2 separate regions of the Rattus norvegicus genome follow, and region 2 is linked to region 1. Evidence: chromatin contacts called from public Hi-C data. All regions are on one chromosome and are shown on one strand. The core of a region is the stretch at or near the end of the contact, and the rest is flanking DNA. Distances in the headings are between cores, read along the strand shown. Region 1 has its middle 580 kb from the start of Mettl15. Region 2 holds the start of Bdnf (brain-derived neurotrophic factor).

The links. A called contact is a pair of places that touch in the nucleus more often than the background predicts.
Region 2: a contact with region 1 is called in a Hi-C map of the A7r5 cell line, with 8 times the contacts expected there. The contact joins the promoter of Bdnf here to the enhancer-like site in region 1. A contact is called at or near these places in 7 of 12 Hi-C or Micro-C datasets (the A7r5 cell line, the Rat2 cell line, Schwann cells and 4 more).

Annotation. Positions count from the first base shown.
Region 1 is chr3:115,638,374-115,641,882 of GRCr8, reverse strand. No RefSeq gene overlaps it. Among named protein-coding and RNA genes, the nearest start is that of Mettl15, 580 kb to the left of the region's middle. Within about 2 kb of position 2,157, at least 3 of the 93 cell types and tissues checked have an H3K27ac peak or open chromatin away from gene starts, as enhancers often do. A contact at or near this core is called in the A7r5 cell line, where this site is marked.
Region 2 is chr3:116,637,560-116,641,153 of GRCr8, reverse strand. It overlaps Bdnf (brain-derived neurotrophic factor), which reads right to left and starts at 2,202. Exons shown (of 2, transcript NM_001270630.1): 1 at 1,855-2,202. The coding sequence starts at 2,172.

The DNA.
Region 1 (3,509 bases), core at 908-3,407:
GCTTACAGGTTCTGACTGAGGGCTACATCTTCCTGATAATAGAGATATGTTTATTGTTTACTCAGATTACTCAATGTGTTGCCTTCCCTCTATGTGGAGAGTTGGCATATCTAGAAGTTAAAGATTCATTTCTTTTAGTCATCCAAAAATAGACATATTTCCCAAGAAATATAGCCTGGTGGTTTAGGACCATAGTACTTATTCAACTTCCAAATGGAGATAAGAGGTGGAAGGAGGAACTCAACTCATAGTCAGACAAGCTTGGCTGTGAATTGTGCTACACCATTCTTGGTTGGGATATGCTTCTTGTTGGCCCTTTGGAGTTCTTTAAATATGTTTTCTTCACATCTGATGGAAGATAAAAAGAAACCGAGTCTCCATGGAATGACTTTGGCAGAAGTAATTGTGATAAAAAAGTGGGAAAGAGAAGTGTTGGTTGAAAGACCAGAGGAGTAACCAGTCTCCAGGTGACAAGGGAAGGCCAAGCTAGGATCTCGACTGAATGTTCCAGTCAAATGATTGGTTTTCCAGTAGACATGCATCTAAAATGAAACAAGGTATACGGATAATTAAAATAAGAAAGGATTGTTAGGTATAAACATTCTCATTAAAAGTTAGTGAAGGAAGGAGAGCCAAAGACCAGATTCTGAAATGGTAGGAAGGGCGAGGATTGTCCCAATCATTATTCTACAATCTCACACCACATGTGATTCCCCTGGATTTGACAAAGTCATTTGATGAACAGATGCACACCATAACCTAACTTTACCATATCCTAGTTTAGGGAGGCCTGAGCATGAATGCTGACTGTAGTCTTGATTTGCATTCATGCCCAGATGTGGTACTTTCCTGAATTAGGTGACTTGACTTAATGATATATTTTTAGAAGACTAGAGTTATGAGTCAGATGACCTCAAATAATCATAGACGTTTAAGTATTAACTTTGCTGAATATGTTATTTACTTCTATTAGCATCTACTCCATTTTCTTTAAAATAAGACACATTTCACTTTACCTTCATCTTAAAATGTGTTAAAAGAATATTGATAAGGGGTACAAAATGTTTAGTATGCTGCCTAGTAATAACAATGTATAAATTAATATTTAGTTATTTCGCGCTTCTTAACAGTACAATCCTACCTTTTGCCCCCAAGCCACTTAATAAGAGCTAACTTTGTTTATGGGATGGCTTATAGGAGTGAATCAGTCTCAGAGCAAAGCTCATGAACCTGGATCTTGAATACCAGGTCTATCAATAAAGCTTGTCACTAAATGGGAGTCTAACAATGCCTGTCTTTCCTCTGTAGTGGGATATCCTTTTACCATCTTACAAGGAGAGCTAGTGAATGACAGAGTAGAAGGCTTGCCCTTCCTACTGCAGGAGATTAATTTGCCGCTGAGCTTGTGGCTTTCTTCCCTATCCATTCTCCATATGTGATGTTCTGGCAAATGCCATTGGCCTAGCACTCAGGGCAGTCTGTATACTACACATGCCGTCTTTACCACTATCTCAACTACACTAACTCATGGAAATGTGGAAGGGGCTAGAATTTAATAAAATTGTATTTATAGAATTTACTCTAGTAGCTTGTAAATTCTTAGCCTTTGAAGGCTAACTACCATACCTCAAGTTCTAGTCCCTTAAGCTATCTTTCACTGCTTTACAACCTCCCACCACATATTTCTGTAGAGAATTGGTTTCCCTGATATATATATTTTTTAAATTTTTATTTATTTATTTATTTATTTATTTATTTATTTATTTTTGGAGCCAACTGGCTAAGTTCCAACTACTGGCTTGCTAAAGTTTTCCGTAACACAGCTGCGTGGGATACTCACGTTCTGCCCTTGTTACAAAAACGTGACACGCTACTGAAGACCCTATGTGGGGAATCTTAGTCCTACTCTGAAGTCTCCCACTCACTTTATCTCTCAGCTGGGCCAGTTAGAATCTTATACATAAAATTAAATAAGGGATGTATACTAGATGCTCTCCAAAGACCCCTTGAATTTTGGCTACTGGTGCAGCAGACCTCTTCGATGCTCTGAGCAGACGTCTATGCTAGACTGATTGTACTGGCCACTCTCTTCCGGGCCTGTCACACTCCTCATTTCTTGTTTCCCCTCGAGTCCCTGTGGTATTTTGGCATAGAATGAGTCATCAGCTGGCTGTGGCATATATCCGGAAATGGACTGCCATCCTCTTTCCTGGCACAAAGGAGGACTGTGACTTTTTATATCCCCACCTATTGATTAATGGCACCTACTACATAAGAATTAGAATGGCTCTGATCTCTTCTAGCAGCATTTATGAATACAAATCCTGTTCCTCTCTGCAACCTCAGATGAGTTTCACCCTGGAAAGGCTTTGGGAACACTTTAGAAAACTCCTCTCACCACTGAAAGGTTCACAACCATTGTTTTCTTCCTCTGACTCATCTTTGAATCAGTAAATTAAATATGTATAACTTGTGAAGATTTCATTTTTATTAAAGCAAGGTGCTTTGCTGAGAAAATTCAAGATTTAGAAACAGGCAGCTCTTCTCTCCTCTCTCCCACTGGTTTCCTTTGTCTTGCGGGAGGGCTTTCAGAGAGCTGCTCCCTCTCTGTGGTCAGGTCTCTTTTCTGTATCAGGGTGACTCTGGGACTGTCATCTACTCTCCTGAGGGTCTGCCAAACCTGAGGATGCAGAGGCCTTCTCTGAAGTAAGTGATGGCTGCTTGTCTTTTGGGATCAGGGAAGCCTCATAATGGTGTTTGTACTATACTCTAGAGTATTCTTTTCAGATGAGCTTCCCAACTAGAATGTTCTCATCCTGCTTCTCCTTCCTGTCTGTCACATTACCAAACCTGCATTCCACTTTTCCTTTTCCCAAGAAGATCAGTGTATCACCACCCAAATACAAACTTCATTGCTTACATTTTTACTTTTCTACCCAAATGTCATCTCTCTCTCTCTCTCTCTCTCTCTCTCTCTCTCTCTCTCTCTCTCTCTCTCTCTCTCTCTCTGTGTGTGTGTGTGTGTGTATGTGTGTGTGTGTCTGTGTGTGTCTGTGTCTGTGTGTATGTGTGTAAATACAGGTGCCTGTGGATGCCAAAAGTGTGAGGTTCCCCTGAACCACAGTGACAGGTGGCTGTGAATCTCCTGGCATAGGTGCTGGGAACTGAACCCAGGTTCTTATAAAGAGCAGTATGCATTGGTAATCTCTAAGCAATACTCTAGTCTAAACGGTTTCTTGAACACAAGGGAAACCTAATTTTAAATAATAAATACATACTTATCAATCTTTGTGTGGTTAAGGAGCTAATCAGTTTTATTTCTAATAATGTACTTTGCACAAACTGCAATGTTACCAAAACTCTTGACTAACAACTGAGTCCTACAAAACATAAAAAGAATGTAAATATTATTGATCAAATAACTAAAGTAGGTGGACTTACAGAAGGTTTGAGGTTGTGATTTAGACCACATTCTTTATTCTCTTTATGTATCACAGAATATCTCCATC
Region 2 (3,594 bases), core at 953-3,452, 1.0 Mb before region 1:
GCACCCGATTAAGCCTATTATGTGTAACAGCTTGAACCGCTCTTGTTCTAGCCTCAGATACCTCCGACCTGAAAATAGTGTCGCAATCTTAGAGGGGCCCGGATGCTTAGAAGAATCAAACCCGTAAATAAAATAAATAAATAAATAATGCAGCAAAAGAAAACAAAACAAAATCAATTATAGGCTCAAAATGGGTTTTGACCTTATAACTAATGTATAAAAGAATCGATTTTTGAAGAAGAATTAAAAGAGGGGTATATTTTCAGTAAGTTGATCCAGTTGTTGGGAAGGGGGACTCATTTAGCCATTTATATACAATTAGATTACAATGACTGTTCTTAATCACACACCGTTTAAAAAAAAAAAGAAGGCTTAATAAACTTCTAGAAGGCTTAATAAACAGGCAGAAATATGCTTCTAGCCAAGAGCATCCTGAACTCTTGTGAGAGAGGAAAAAAGTTCATTGGTTGTTGTTGACGCTGAAGAGCGCGGATATTTCAGGATGCCAGGAAGACCCTCAAGTAAGTTCCAGAAAAGCCCAGCACCTCGTCAATGTTATTTCTCAAAGCACTCCGGCAACTCAAGGAAAGAAACGTAACAAGTTAAAATTCCGAACCCAACCGCACATCTCAGGAAGCTGGTTCGGAACACCATTCAACAAGTTTTTCCTCACAACCCCCTTAAAGACCAGCAAAACTGCCCCTAAAACATTTCCCCACCCCCATCCGACGAGCCCCAGTAGCTACTCTTGCCAGTGTGGCCAGAAGAGGGCACCCTCTACCTTCCTAGCTCAGCTCTCCTGGCCCTCTTCTCCCTCTTCTTTGGATCCTCCCTCTCTTCCTCCGGCTCCCCCAACCCCCAAGTCCCCATACTCCGTTTCCTAGTCCAGGCTCCACCCCCAACTCACGAATTGTTTTCACTAAAACACCAGTTCAAACCCACAGCCTGTGGCTCAACCCCCAGAAGCCCCGGGGGAACCCCCCGGGCAGCATTTTCCCCTTCTTCCTTGTCATCAAGCACAAAGCTGGCATCCTCAGCTATTTCTTTTTACGCTTAGGTCGCTCATCCATTCCCCATCCTGTTCCAGCATCTCCAGAAACCAAAACCAGACTCTTCATCCTCCACAGACACCCAATCTACTCCCGGATGAAAGTCAAAACTTTCACTTCCTCTGGAGGATGCCTAAAGAGGTGCGCTGGATGGACAGAGAGGGTCGGATACAAGCTGTGGGACCTGGAGTTCCGCAGACCCTTTCAGGTCCCAGTGACAAGAATGATCCCAAGTTCCTAGTTATGTTGACCTTGGACTTGTAAGAAGCTTTGGTAATACTCCCTAGAAAGCAGGTGACAGTGAACAGCCTGTTGTGATACCCAGGAAAAGAGATGAGGGCAGAGGGCGCCAAGACCCATTCTCGGACTACACTACACACCACCCCGGTCCAAATCTGCGTGGAGAGTGCCTAGCCTGTGGTAAGGGATCTCATCCCAGCCCAGACTCGGTGCCTTCCGTCTGAGCCCCCGACAGCTGTTGCCCTACATCTCTCTCACCACCCTTCCTCGTCTGCGGGAGGACTTCGGGGATCCCCGGGACGCAGGCTTTGCTCCCATGGCGCAAGTCGTCCTCTTCCCTTGGCTTTTTCTCTCGCACTGAAGGGATTCCCGGGGTCGCGCTGTCTCTCGGGGTCGTGGGCTCCCGGGAGAACGCTCCTCAGGAGCAACCCCGCCCTCCGCTGTCCCGGGACGAAGGTGAAGCCGAAGTTATGCGGTCCCACAACTTCTCAGTCCCCTAGCCAACTTTCCCGGGCGCACGCGCCTCCAGCTCTCGCGCTTAGCCCCACGCCCCGCAGTCGCCTACCTCAGGGTCCACACAAAGCTCTCGGATCCCCGGCAGTGGAGTCACATTGTTGTCACGCTCCTGGTCCCTGCGCCCTGCCCTGGGCCCCGTGCGCTTTCTCGTCTGCCCCAAAGCAGCGGTGGCGAGCTGAGGGAACCCGGTCTCATCAAAGCCTGCCAGGCGGAGGTGGCGCGCCGCCCCAGGCGGTTTCCTTCTCCAAGCCGGGGAGTCCCGGGCGCAATGGGGACCGTGCGACAGCCAGCCAGCGGGTGCGCCCCGGCGCGGCGGCAGCGGCGGGCACCCAGAGCTCAGCCAGCGCCAGGCACTGGGGTCAGACATTATTTAGCTCTTCGGTTGAGCTTCGATTGGTCAGACAGCGCCGCCCCTATCCCCTCCCTGCTCAGCCGCGCCACCGATACCCATTCGGGGCGGCTGCTTAAAGGGGACGACGCGCCTTTTCCTTGCCGGGATTCAGCCCTCGGAAGCCCTTGGGGTATCCCTAATTCCCCTGCACCGGCTTCTGTCCATTTCCCCGGAACCAGCTGCTTAACCCCAAAGCTCTATGCCTGCCCTCTGCTGTCTCCGCAGGGTGCCCTGGGCTAGGAGGGGTGGTCCAATTCCGGTTCCTAGGAACCCTACTCCCCTCAATGTGCCCCAGAGTAGGAGGGAACAAGTGTGACTACCACGCTCCCAAATCTTTCTCCCCTGGTTTGCAACTCTCCCCATCTTTCCCATCCCAACACCCAAGTTCTGTGGGAGAGGGCGTGCATCCCCCCGCCCCTGCCCCAGACACACCTTCCCGCACCTTCCCGCACCACAGAGCTAGAAAAAGCGAACACACAATGAAACTACACAGAGTGTGCGGGGTTATGGTTTACTCCGCTACCTTAAACACATCAGCTTAACCAGAGTTCGCGCCCTGACCTCTCCGGAGTTTGCCTAATAGAATTCAATCAAGATAATAACAGTATTTTTTATTAATGAATAACCCCGGATAGCATTACATCAAGTTACCGCTTCTAGCCGGGAAGCCTAGGCAGTAACAGACCTCACTAAAGCCATATGCTTCCCAGCAGACCAAGGGGGGCGGGGGGGTGAGGAAAGAGAAAGAAAAGAAACCCACCTTTTTCAGTCACTACTTGTCAAAGTAAACATCAAGGCAGCTGCTCTGGGGAAGACCGGTCCCCAAGGTTCTAGACTCTTACTATATATTTCCCCTTCTCTTCAGTTAAAAGGGGGAGGGGGGCGAGTCTTTGGTGGCCGATATGTACTCCTGTTCTTCAGCAAAGAAGTTAAATTATTGATAGTGGAAATTGCATGGCGGAGGTAATACTCGCACGCCTTCAGTGAGAAGCTCCATTTGATCTAGGCAGAGACTGGGAGATTTCATGCTAGCTCGCCGGGGGTGGGTGGGGGGAGCGGCAGCGCGAGCAGTCCTCTCCTCGGTGAATGGGAAAGTGGGTGGGAGTCCACGAGAGGGCTCCACGCTGCCTTGACGTGAGCTGTCATATGATACCTCCTCTGCCTCGAAATAGACACTCTAGTGCACGAATTACCAGAATCAGAATTCCGCGCATTTAAAATGATACATCTTTTATTAGAAGAATTCCGTTCCAGGGCATTGCATGCTTTGTAGACGTTTCCACTTCCAGTCCTAGCGAACTCACGCACACAGAAGCCAAACCTTTCATCATCTAGGCAGCAACAACACATTTTTTTTTTAAATCTTTAACCAAAATTTAGGGTGAGGGGTGGGTGGGG